Linked DNA regions of Pan troglodytes: region 1 is linked to region 2. A link is a contact called in public Hi-C data. All regions are on one chromosome and are shown on one strand. The core of a region is the stretch at or near the end of the contact, and the rest is flanking DNA. Distances in the headings are between cores, read along the strand shown.

Region 1 (6,551 bases), core at 3,034-5,533, 120 kb before region 2:
GTTATCTACAACATTTGGGATGAATGACGACAGGTTGAGACTCAGCCATTCTACACACCGTTTCTGCTGCTGAAGAGTATTGTTACAGGCAGATTCCTGTGCCAGTGCTCCCTGAAGCGTGGACATGATCCGCCCTTGCCTTAAAGGTTGTACATTTTCTTTACTCAGTTCCCATTCATCTCCCTCCAGGGACATGGCTTCACTGTGAAGAAGGAAACAAATGTAAATCTCATACCAACATTGACTATTATAGCACTAGATTATTGTAAATGTCTTCCGAAAGGTGATTATTCATGGTCTTGGGTTGAATATAGTGGACTGACACAGAATTATTATTATTATTATATGCCTAAGCTTCTTTGTTAGCTGTTTTTCAAGTTTATGGCTACAGTATTGCCTGATGGAAGACAACTTGGCAAGGATATCGTAGACAGTACTATAAGAATAGGGCATGGCCATGTGCAGTGGCTCACACCTGTAATCCCACCACTTTGTGAGGCCGAAGTGGGAGGATTTCTTGAGCCAGGAGTTTGATACCAGCCTGGGCAACATAGCAAGACCCTGCCTCTTTCTTTAAAAAAAAAGAAAAAGAAAAATGAATAGGGCTTAAGGCAGAAAGAAAAGAAGGGAACAAAAGTGTTATAAATTTGGCAAAGTAGACAAAAAGGCAACAAGTAATTCTATGCCTACCATTGAATGCATCATCTAGTTTAATTTAAAATTAGTGCCGGATGCGGTAGCTCATGCCTGTAATCCTACCACTTTGGGAGGCTGAGGCAGGAGAAGTGCTTGAGCCCAGGAGTTCAACACCACCCTGGGCAACATAGGAAGACCCCCATCTCTACAAAAAGTGAAAAATTAGCCAGGCGTGGTGGTACACGCCCGTGGTCGTGGCTACTTAGAAGACTGAGGTGGGAGCATTGCTTGGGTTCAGGAGGTCGAAGCTGCAGTGAGCCATGATCACACCACTGCACTGCAGCCTGGGCAACAGAGCAAGACCCTGTCTCAAAAAAAAAACATTAAAATTAGCAAAGTGTGGGTGAGACTAATGTCCCATGTTTCAATGATGATTCAAAACTGAAGTTTGTACATATAAGTAGCTAAAAGCAGAAGCAAACAAACACAGTTTACTAGTCACAATTCCCTGCATCCTCACACCCAATTCTACCAAGCCTACTGAGAAAACCCCCAAAACGTTTTGGAGGTAATTCCCATTACGTATTCTGCAATTCAGAGCCCTGCAACGGTTAGATAGAAGACTACTTCTAAGAGACATTACCTCTGGACTTAAAACAAAAAGAGAGACACATTGGCACTTATCTTTGAAATAGAGTGAAAGTTATATGGGACTTCAGTCTAGATGAGCTCTGAAAACTCGTTAGAGACAGCTTCTTGGAAACTATGACTTTAATCAAAATGACATGTAACAAAACTAATTTTACCACAGGCTGATGGACATAAACAAAAGTTAAGTTCCTATGGCATATTTCTGGTCACAAAAACGTCACCAAACTTCTGAATAAAGACTCGAAACAAACATTTTTAATACTAAATATTGAAATAAATGTGAGCTATCCATACACTTAAGAACAATTAATGAAAACAAAAAATAATCATTTACCCTATTGTTGGCGAATCAGTGAATGACTGCAGTCATAGTGTTGGTGGGTTAACTCAAGGAATAAATGTTTGAGAGTGAAAATTTCAAGAAGTACCTCCTACCACCACAAAGTTCAAAAAACAAATAGTAACATTATAGTGGGCATGCTGGGCACTTTCATAAGGCATTGTTTATTGTCATGCATTTGTATGATTATCATACACACTTTATATAAACTTTTTAAATAGAGACAGGTCTTACTATGTTGCCCAGGCTGGTCTTGAACCGCTGAGCTCAAGCAATCCTGTTGCCTCAGCCTCCCGAAGTGCTGGGATTACAGGTGTGAGCCACTGCTCCCAGCCTTTACAGATTTTTATTTTACAGTAATTTGTATTCATTCCTTCATTCATTTTCCAACTCACTTATTCTAGTTCGGGGTTGAGGGTGGCCAGAGCCCATCTCAGCAACTCAGAGAGGAACCAACCCTGGACAGGACACCACTCCATCACAGGGAGCACTCACATTCACACCCATTCAGACTGGGATCATTTAGACACGCCAATTAACAGGCACATCTTTGGGATGTAGAAGGAAACTGGAGTACCTAAGGAAACCCATGCAGACATGCGGAAAACATGAAAACTCCACATACACAGCAGCCCCGCAATGAATTGATTTTTTTTCTCATCAACATTATAACGAAACGATGTTATACCAGGACCTGCTCTATATTGTGTGAACTCTGTAAAGGTAAGGGCTATGCCATTTATTTTTGTATGTCCATGATCTAATACAAGATATAACACTATTATGCCCTGTTTGTTGAATTCATCTGAACTTTCTTCTCTTGCTCTTAAAAATAGTGAATTACACTATCTCAGTTAAATATCCCAAATTGAGCTAAGACTGCCCCCACTTCCTCCCAGACCTGCTCCTCCCACAGTCTTCCTCTTTCTCAAATAAATGGCAATCCCATTCTTCAGTTACCCAAGCCAAAAATCTTAGTGCCAACTTTGATGCCCTTCTCATATCCCTCAGTCAGTCAGCAAGTCCTACTGGTTCTACCTGCAAAATATATACAGAAATCAACCACTTATCATCATCTCCACTGTTTTCCACCTGGCTCAACTCACTTTTGAGCTGAATTATTTCAATAACCTCTTAACTGGTGTCCCTTGCTTCCATCCTTTCTGCCTTTAGTGTATTCAACACTACAGCCAAAGTGACCCCATTTAAACCCAAGTCAGATTATGTCTTTCCTTTGCTCAAAACCTTCCAATGACTTTTGATTACAACTAGAGTAAAAGCTAAGTCCTTACAATCTGCATCTTCACCATTTTTACATAATATCCTTTTACTCTTCTAGTTAATTCTGCTCCAGTGACAATGGCCTTGGACATGCCAGGTGCAACTTCCTCCCCCAGCTCTCACCCTCAGCCTTTGTACTCCCCTCAGATATAGAACCTCTAGCTTTTGAGATTCCTTCAAGTCTTGACCAAAATAACATCTCCTCAGTGAGGCTCTAGTGTTTAAGCTAAAATTGCACCAATCCCCACCCCCAATATTCACTACACCCACTTGCTTTATTTTTTTTAGTACTGACCACATCTCCACCTAACAGTTTGTCTTTATTGTCTGACTCCCCCATCTTCATCCCATCCCAGAACTTAAGCTTCATGAGGGTTGAGATTTTTGTGTCTGTATATTTGCTGCACTCAGAGCTTAGCCAAAAAAATACTTGTTACATGAATGAAAGAGCCCATGACATAGCACTTATTTAGGTATTGCGGGCACCACAGTGAAAACACATACAGATTTCCAACCTAGAACTGCAATATAGTTTTTTTTAATACAAGGAAAAGCCGCAAACATGCAGAGAAAGGCTTTTAGATCTCTATGTTATTGGCATAATTTAGATCTCTATGATATTGGCTAAAGGCTTTTAGATCTCTGTGCTATTGGCATAGCACCTGCCATTTGTTGAGCGCTTATTTGGAAGCAGTTACTTAACAAATACTTTGAATTCCCCCAGAACCACGTAAGGCAGTATTAACATCAGCATTTTCCATACATACGATTTGCCCAAGGTCAAACAACTAGCAGGTGGCTGAGCTGAGTTACAAACAGACCACATTACAACTTCCAAACTCTTTGTTCCGCTGGGGTCCCGCAGCCTTCTTCGCTTTGAAGCTGGATGCGGCAGGATTCGCACGTGCCCTCAGTCCACTGCGTTTTCACCTCCACCTCCGGCATTCTACTCCAAAAGGAAGGAGGCTACGGTGGGGTCTGTTCTGACGGTGCCGATCTCCCCCTCGACTGCTCCGAGCGGAGCCTTCTATTACCTACCAGGCCGTGTCCTCTCAGGCCCAGCCCCCAGCAGCTTTCTCCCGTACCTACCTCAGAGCACCCCCTTCCTTCTTCACCGCCGCCATCCTGCATTCCTGGCTCAGGTCCTCGTCCTGCTGCAGGCCTTTCCTCTGGGCCACAGACCGCCTGGACTTTCTTCCGCAACCTGCCCTCGGAGCTACAGAAGCGACCAAGGCACGCACACGACTCCCTTACAAACCGGCCACCTCAAGCCCACACCCCTAGCCGCCAAGTTTCAAATTTAACGGTCCCGCGCGGTCGACGTGGCCACGCCCCTCCGCTCCTCCGTGCTCTCGCGTCTCGCCCAAGGCATTCTGGGGCTTGTAGTTTATGCCGGTTTAGTCCGCGAACTCGCGGTGCATAATGGGAATTGTAGTTTTTGGGATTCAATGGCCATGGAAGTGCGGCAGGCTTAGGCAAAACAAATTCTCCGCAGGTCTGTCTTGAGTCGCGGCTCAAAGGCGAGTCTCTGAGCCGAGCGAGGAACACTTAAAGCACCAGAACTTCTTTGCTGTTTTGAGTGTTGGGAGATGTCTCTGAGTGCTTGCACTTGGCGTGACTCTTGTAGGGTGACTACCCCTGCTGTCTGCCCCAAATCTCACCCGTCCGGAGTTCTTAGGCCACTGACCTAGCTGTTTCCTGCCCCACCCTTGAATTCAAAAAGCTGGATTCTAGTTCTGTAAAATCATACCAAATGTGCAACCTTAGGCAAGCTACATAATCTTTCTGACCATCAGTTTTCCTCATCTATAAAGTGATGATACTGTCTTGCTTTCTCTTCTGCTCAGTCCACAAGCAGTAAACACAGCCATGCTATGGTTCCCAAGGTGTTACCTCTTTTCCCCTTCAGGAGACTAGCCTTGACTGACATTAAACTGTTCGTCGCAATTTCAATTTTCTGAGGAAGAAATTGTGATAGCTCAGATATGACCAGGGGAGTAGAGTCTTTTTGTTTGTTTGTTTGGTTGGTTTTGTTTTAGAGACAGGGTCTTCTTCTTGCTCTGTTGCCCAGGCTGGAGTGCCCTAGCCCCATCATGGCTCACTCCAGCCTCCAATTCCCGGGGTCAAGTGATCCTCCCACCTCAGCCTCCGCAGTAGCTGCGATTACAGGCATTAGCCACCTTGAGGAAGGAACAGGGTCATTTAAGAAAGCCCAGGTACAGGGGAGTTCTCCTTTATGACTGTGGGGATGGTCAGAGAGGTGGCACTTCCCAGAGGCAGGTGCTGAGGATACTGTCTACTACCCTCTGGTTCTTAGTTCCCAGCTTTCTGTCTTTGTTCATGTTATATAAGTCCTTCTTTCCTCTGAATCATCAGGACTAGATTCCAAAGAAGTAGAAATCCAACTTAAATCGGCCTACTCGGAAAAGAGAATTTACTGTCTTTTATATATAAAAGACTTCAGATAAAGCTTAACCCAGGACTCATGTGGACTGGGCCTCTCTCCATTTCTCGCCTCTACTCTTGTTGTTGGCTTATTGTCATTCTCCATTGGGTAACAGATTCACGACTTTATCCTTACAGGTTCAAATTCAGACTTAGGAGTCACCCTGCTTAACCCCTTCCTCCCAAACAGTCACTGGGGATAGTGGATTCAGGGCTTTGATTGTTCAGAACCAAGTCATGTGTTTCACCTTGGGACTGAGAGAGGAGAAGGGGTGATTCCTCATAGGAAATTTTGGTTACTCTTTACATCGAAGTCCTCCACATCCAGGAAGCTTTCCTGGATCATATGAGGTGTGGTGCGTGGGATTCTCTCACTGGCTCATTTTATCTCTTACCTTATGCCAGTACTGGCCTAGAACTTCATTTTCTTTCAACAGGGTGTCCTGTTCATATCTACAGCTTCTCAATTTTGACTATTTCCTACAAACAATCTTGGAAACGTAGCGTTTGGTCTTTTGATCTCAGTCTTTCCTATAACCTAGTCGGATTCCCCATAAACTCTGGTACGATGTAGAATGCATTCAGGCTAAACCCCTTGCTTGTTTCACTACGGGAAAAGAAGGAGGTAGGTAAAACAAAACTCCAAAATGTATGACAGAAGGTGCTCTGTGGTTTAATTTGGAAATTGAGTTTTTAGGGATGTCCCATGAACTGATGGGTGGAGCTCCCAGCAAGCAAGGTTTGCCTTTGAGGAAGAGGAATGCTGAAAGCAGCAGCGTTTGTTTGTGGGCTTGGGGGGAACTGGAGTGAGTGGGGCACAGGATATCCACCTTGGATTGTGACCCTTTCTTGGCCTGGTCCCAAGGACTTATGGTTTTGTGGAGTGAGGGCCTGAGGCAGTGGCCTTAAGAGCTGGTTCTATGTACTTTGGAAGGCTGAGGCGGGCGGATCACTTAAGGTCAGGAGTTCAAGACTAGCCTGGCCAACATGGTGAAACCCCGTCCTACTAAAAATACAAAAATTAGCTGGGTGTGGTGGTGCATGCCTGTAATCCCAGCTACTCTGGAGGCTGAGGCAGGAGAATCGCTTGAACCCGGGATGCGGGGGTTGCAGTGAGCTGTGATCATGCCACTGCACTCCAGCCTGGGCAACAGAGTGAGACTGTCTCTAAAAAGGAAAAAAAAAAAAGCTGGTTCTG
Region 2 (6,657 bases), core at 1,872-4,371:
TGGAAATGCTCTACATCTGTACTATCCAAGCCACATATTGCTACTGAATCCTTGAAATGTGGCTAGTGTGACTGAGGAATTAAAAATTTAAAATTAATTTAAACATCTATATTTACCATATTAGAGCAAGCCTAAGGCTCTTACATATAGTATTTTATAAAATCTTCATAACCTCAATGAAGTAAGCATTATTATTGTTACTTTGCTAGTGAAGAGACTTAGGCCTTGAGAGGTTGCCTGAGGCCACATAATCAATAAGTAGCAGATGTGGGATCTGAACCCCGATCACTTTGACTTCTGAATAGGTGCTCTTGGTCATTTCCCACAGAAAAACAAAGCCCAAAGAATATTCCATCAGTAGTTGAATTGCACTGGATCCAGTGCGATGCACGCATTCCATGTACTAGGACATAGACATCTCTGGGGGATCATCCAGCCTGCCACCGAGATTTTTGCAGAAGTCCAGATGCTAGTGTGACTGCAATCAGATTAAACTTTCAAGATAGCTAACAGGACTCATGCAGGTGTAGATGTGAAAATTAAAAGAAAAAGAACAGCTGGTGGCAGCGGCTCATGCCTATAGACCCAAGTACTTAGGAGGCTGAGGCTGGAGGATAGCTTGAGCCTGAGAGGTGGACGCTGCAGTGAGCCGAGATTGCACCACTGCACTCTAGCCTGGGTGACAGAGTGAGACCCTGCCTCAAAAAGAAAAAGGAATCCGGGATGATTCATGGGTGTTTTTATTTGAGTAACTGGTCAGATGGTGGTGCCATTTAATAAACAGCAAAGATGTGGGAAGTAAAAAGTTTTGATTTGGTCACGTAATATCTGAGATGCTCATTACACATCCAGGTGGAACTACCAAGTGGACAGCTGAATATGCAAGTTTGGAGCTCAATACAGAGGTAAAAGCTATAATTAAAAATTGGGGAGTCATCTTCGCACACCTCAAGACTAGCATAGATTAGAACAGTCTGGTGAAAACCCCTCCTATAGGGCCGCCAACACAAGACCACTTTGTGATGGCACCATATGAATAACCTCTAGCATGCGTGTCCAACCTTTTGGCTTCCCTGGGCCACATTGAAAGAATCGTCCTGGGCCATATGTAAAACACACTAACACTAATGATAGCTGATGAGATAAAAAAAATTTTTTAAAAAGGGCCCATGCATAATTTTCATGATATCTGCCAATACAGATGAGCAAAAACATCCTCACATTCAAATGACTGGACACCCATGCAAGAGCCCTAGGCCTTGATATTACTAGCTCAGAAGTCAAAGTCCTGGTTGAGAGCACCAGATTGACCCATGTTAGGTCATATGCTTGAGCCCAGGTGCTGAGGGCAGTTGAGAGAGTGACCCTCTGACCCTTCTATTTATTTATTTATTGCCTCTCACCAAAACCCACACAACAGGGGATTGCAAACAGGTTCAAATGCTGGAGAACCAAAAGCCAATACAGGTTGGCTACACAAGGTCATCAGCCTAGGGCAGGAAGTGGGCAACGGGCGCTGGCCATTTGGAAGAAAATGTGAAATCAGAGAGTGAACATATTTAAGCCATTAAGTTTGAATCTCCTAACTGGGCTCCTCATTTCCTGCCCTGTCTCTCTACAGTGCATTCTCCACAACACAGACAGGGGGATCTTTAAAAAATATAAATCAGATTTTCAGTGTTCTGTTGAAAACTTCCTTAACGAGTCTTCTCTTTGTATCTAGAACAAAATCCAGGCTTACCATGGTCACGGGCCCTACATAATCTGGTCCCCAGCTACCTCTCCATACTCCTTTACTCCTTGCTCCACAAGCCCTCCTCACCCCTACCCGCACCTGCCAGTCTTACAGACACAGGGCAACTTGTTTCCCCTTTGAAGGTTTTGCTCTAGCCGTTCCCTGTGTCTGAAACAGTGTCCCTAGATCTTTGGATGGCTGGTCCTTTCAGCTTTCAACTCAAAGTTCTCCTTTTCGACGAGAACTCCCCTGACCCCAACCCAGGCAGTCCCCTTCCCACTCTCATTATACAGCCCTGCTTAGGCTGTCTTCACGGAATTCATTATCTGAAGCTGTACTACTTACTTGTTTGCTTCATTGTTTATTTCCTCCCTGCCCCTTTAACCCAACTTCCAGGAAACCAGGAACTTAGCTTTTCTTATCCTGCTGCATCCCCAACCTCTACAACCGTGCCTGGCACAGACTGAGAGGCACTCAGCGAAAACCTCTTGTGTGGTGGAATGCTTGACTTTATAGAGGGCCCAGGGTTCAAGTTGGCTACTGGCAGAGAGGGCTTACAACCTAGTTCTCCTGACTAATCAGAGGTAGAACTAAAGACTGGGCTCCAGCCCCTCATTTTTTTTTTTTTGAGACGGAGTCTCGCTCTGTCTTCCAGGCTGGAGTGCAGTGGCGCGATCTCAGCTCACTGCAAGCTCTGCCTCCTGGGTTCACGCCATTCTCCTGCCTCAGCCTCCCGAGTAGCTGGGACTACAGGCGCCCGCCACCACGCCCGGCTAACTTTTTTGTATTTTTAGTAGAGACGGGGTTTCACCGTGTTAGCCAGGATGGTCTCAATCTCCTGACCTCGTGATCCACCCGCCTCGGCCTCCCAAAGTGCCGGGATTACAGGCGTGAGCCACCGCACCCGGCCCAGCCCTTCTGGCTAGAGCTGCAGGTCAGCGTTTAGGGAGAGTTTAAAGGATCTCTACAGTAACTTATAATGACAATAATGAAAAGAACAATAGCTGATACCTACTGAACACGCTCTATGTGCCAGGCACTGTTCTACGTATTTAATCTGAGTTTCATTTACGCTTCACGACCACACTGCGCGGTAGATACTATCATTACCCTTACTTTATGGATAAGGAAACTGAGTCACTGAGTTGTTAGGTTACCTGTCCAGCATACAGCTGAATATAAATCGTACGCTGCTATCAAAACTTTCTTTTGCTCTCACTCCCTCACACTGGCTGGGGTGAGACGATTTCTCGCACGTGACGGCCCAGGGCAGCCCCAGCGCCTCCGGGTCACAGGCCTCCGGACGTCCCAGGGCGCGGGCGCTAGGCGGGCGGGGAGGGGGGAGGGCGCAGGCCGGGATTGGTGGAAGAGAAGAGATTGGTGGAAGACAATGGAAGTCTAGTAGCGGAAGTCCCGCCCAGCCTAGGCCGAACTTCCGGCTCTCACTGCTAGTGGCTTAAGCGGAGGGAGTCGAGCCAGCGTCGCCGCGATGGTGTTGTTGGAGAGCGAGCAGGTATGGCTAGGCCTGGCCGGCCGAGGGAAGGGGGCGGCTCAGGCGTTACTCGAGACCTGTGCCTCCTGCAGGAGGACCAGGGCCTTGACGCGGCGGGACGAGGATTTGGGGCTGGCTAACGGGGCTGGGCCTGTTGTTTTCCAGTTCCTGACGGAGCTGACCAGACTTTTCCAGAAGTGCCGGACGTCGGGCAGCGTCTATATCACCTTGAAGAAGTGTAAGCAGCGGGAGGGGAGCCGGGCGATGCTCCCTGGGTGCCCGGTGTCTGGGAGCCACCGGAGTCTGTCTGCCGCGGACCGCCGCCTTCCTCTACCTTTCGCCACCCTGTACTGGGCACATTCGGGGCTTCGGGCCCGGAAAATAGTAGGGATTGTAGCTGGCTCAGTCCCCAGCACTGAGCCGCCTAGGTTGCTTCTGGTAACAATGGGCCCCAAGCAGCCCAGGGCTCTTTGTCAGGGATCCCAGACGCCGCCACTTTGAGTGGAATTTAACGTGCTTCGATATTACATGTTTCCGTCGTGGAAATAATAGTTTCTCCAGGGTTTCGCCAGACCGTGATAGCAGATGAGGTGTTTAACAAAACCAGAGCAGCGGGGCTGGATTAGGTCATCACTTACCCCCCTCCTCTGTTTTAACTGTTTGTCTGCCGCTCAGCCACGTACGCGGCCGTGTTCACCAGGATGCATTTTTTCCTTCAGATGACGGTCGAACCAAACCCATTCCAAAGAAAGGTACTGTGGAGGGCTTTGAGCCCGCAGACAACAAGTGTCTGTTAAGAGCTACCGATGGGAAGAAGAAGATCAGCACTGTGGTGAGCTTAATTTCTAAGGCCGTCTTTTGAAATGTAAAGACTTGAACTTAACAGAGGATGGGGCGTTTCTGAACCAGGCTTTTATTTATTTTTCCCTTTTGCCCTGTGTGGCTATTTTTGAGACCAAGACCTTCCTATACTTTAGTAGTGGAAACCTCCAGAATAAAATAAGAAGGTAGAGGTCAGACAGTCGTTAGTTCTGCTAAAGCTCTTGTGGAAATGAAAGTAGCATATTGGTCCTTATTGGTAGTACTGTAAGGAGCAGCTGGCATAAATTTTTGATTCCTTAGCCCCTTACTGTGCCGGGCCTTCAATAAGCAGTTTCTTGGTACCAGGTGATGCTATTATTTCCTTATCTTTGTGGTTCACATGGCGAATGTGCAGCTAGATGTTAGGTTTGGCACTTGAGAAAATATACATTTAGTCAAGAGCCCTAGTCTTTCAGTGGAGGTTGAATAAGGCAAAGGAAGAGACTCCTTGAATTGAGTGAATACTACTTTATTCTGCTGTGGCAGAAATCACATTAGTGTAGGATACTGACTGCATGAAAATGTAGACTATACTTAGTTGGAAGTCTCCCGCGACAAGTTATCTTGAGAGGACTTCTACAGTAAAACAAGCTTATGTGGTTTTACAGATAAAGTTAGATATCATGAAATAACAAAAACCTAAGGAATGTTCTTCAGAGGTAGAATTTATTTTGTGGTAGCTCGCATTGTGCTTAAATATGCTTGAATTAATGGAAGGCAGGTTTAAAAATAAGATGGGGAGGGAGTAGTTTAAATATATCTTCTATTAATGTATAAAAAATTAATACTGAGAAGTCCTCTGACTTTTCTCAGAACCCAGGGAGAAAACCCAATGCCACCTTTCTAAGGGATTTCAAGAGGTGAGACACAAAGCTTTTTTTTTTTTTTCCAAAGGAGCCTACTGCCTTTCACCTCTTGGTGCAATTCTCATGTGGAAAAAGATGCAGAGCTCCTTTTCTTGTTCTCTAGGCAGAGGAAAGTAGAGTAGAAAAATAACCATTCGTGTATTATGAACCCTGAAGTTGGGGAGAAGTATTTTAAAGATAAGGATATTGTCTTCTGGAGGCTTTTGAGATACTATCTGGGGTGGAGAAGAGGATGCTTATATGGATAATAGGTATGACCTCTTTTTTCCTTCTTTTTCAGGTGAGCTCCAAGGAAGTGAATAAGTTTCAGATGGTGAGTTTTGGGTGTTCCTTATGTTTCCCTTCTCAGGGCAAGAGTCAGTATGATAGTGAACACTGGGTAAGATTGATACTTGGGTTCACTGCTCTCCGGAGATAAGTTTTACCAGTATGTTTCAAGTAAAAGCTGCCCGGGTGTGAATTTCAACGCTAATACCGTCTTCCTTTCTAGTCTTTTTAAGTTAGATTTTGTCTTAGGCTGTAGATATATGCTACCTATAGTATAGTTGAACAAGAAGTTGCCTGCAATTTTCCCTTGGAAAAAAACGTAAAAAATGTGTGCAACTGTCTGTGGGTGTTGCAGAAGCTGCTATAATGTGAAAGAGTGTTTTATGCTTATACCATTTTCCGGTACAAGTGTCCAATGGTGCTATATTCTTTCCTGATTTTTGGCTACCCTAAATCCATTATGCAAATAGGGCTGGTGTTCTGCCAGTTTGCACATCTTCCCACTAAGGTATGCTCTGTTGTATCTTTCAGGCTTATTCAAACCTCCTTAGAGCTAACATGGATGGGCTGAAGAAGAGAGACAAAAAGAACAAAACTAAGAAGACCAAAGCAGCAGCAGCAGCAGCAGCAGCAGCACCTGCCGCAGCAGCAACAGCAGCAACAACAGCAGCAACAACAGCAGCAACAGCAGCACAGTAAAGGGCATACATTTCCTGCTTTCACCAATTAACCACTGAATTGCTATTTTTTCCTTTTGGCTAGATAGCTAGGTTTCTGGTTCCCCCACAGTAGGTGTTTTCACATAAGATTAGGGTCCTTTTGGAAAGAATAGTTGCAGTGTTTATAGGATAGTTGTGGTAAGAATCTAGTTTATTTTGCATTTGGCTAATTGGTCTGTGCTGCATGGTTATATACTCCTGGATTATAGATTAAAAGTCTCTGTAGACATCTCTGTGAAGAGCAAGCTATCATTAAACATGTCTGTTTATCAGCACTGTCTCTTTATTCCTTTCCCAACCCATTTTAATAGTTCTGGCAATAACTACTAAATCTAGAATGATGTGATTAATGAATAGGCTTTAGCTCTATAATATCTTCTAGGTTATTAGAATTGAAACCTGACAGTTTTATAAAAAGTCAAGTTATCTCATGAGCTGCTTCCCACCTGGCTGTATAATTTTATCATCATGGTTCCCCAATTTTGATGAGTTCTCACAGTCAAATGAGAGTTTGTTTAACCACCTTAGGAGAAACATACTACAAAGTCATCAAGAATAAAGGTTCCAAAGTAATTATGATTTTTGGTTTCTTTATGCCCTTTAGTTTGGATATTTTCATGTGCTTAGTCATTACAGCCAAGGGAAGAAAAGGCTATTTACCTTATGTTCCAGCTCCCTAAAACCTTTAGTGTTAATAGATTTACAATTAAAAAGCAG

The links. Hi-C and Micro-C count contacts between places; a contact is called where the count stands out from the background.
Region 1: a contact with region 2 is called in a Hi-C map of stem cell-derived neural progenitor cells, with 4 times the contacts expected there. The contact joins the promoter of BUB1B here to the promoter of SRP14 in region 2. A contact is called at or near these places in 3 of 7 Hi-C or Micro-C datasets (induced pluripotent stem cells and stem cell-derived neural progenitor cells), 1 of 1 datasets of contacts at active chromatin or transcription factors (stem cell-derived excitatory neurons) and 1 of 1 other capture datasets (stem cell-derived neural stem cells).

The regions. Positions count from the first base shown.
Region 1 is chr16:32,119,760-32,126,310 of NHGRI_mPanTro3-v2.0_pri, reverse strand. It overlaps BUB1B (BUB1 mitotic checkpoint serine/threonine kinase B), which reads right to left and starts at 4,283. Exons shown (of 23, transcript XM_510299.7): 1 at 3,998-4,283; 2 at 59-202. The coding sequence starts at 4,032.
Region 2 is chr16:32,000,170-32,006,826 of NHGRI_mPanTro3-v2.0_pri, reverse strand. SRP14 (signal recognition particle 14) reads left to right here and starts at 3,121. Exons shown (of 5, transcript XM_001140332.7): 1 at 3,121-3,248; 2 at 3,393-3,465; 3 at 3,947-4,059; 4 at 5,235-5,267; 5 at 5,753-6,212. The coding sequence starts at 3,225. The coding sequence ends at 5,920.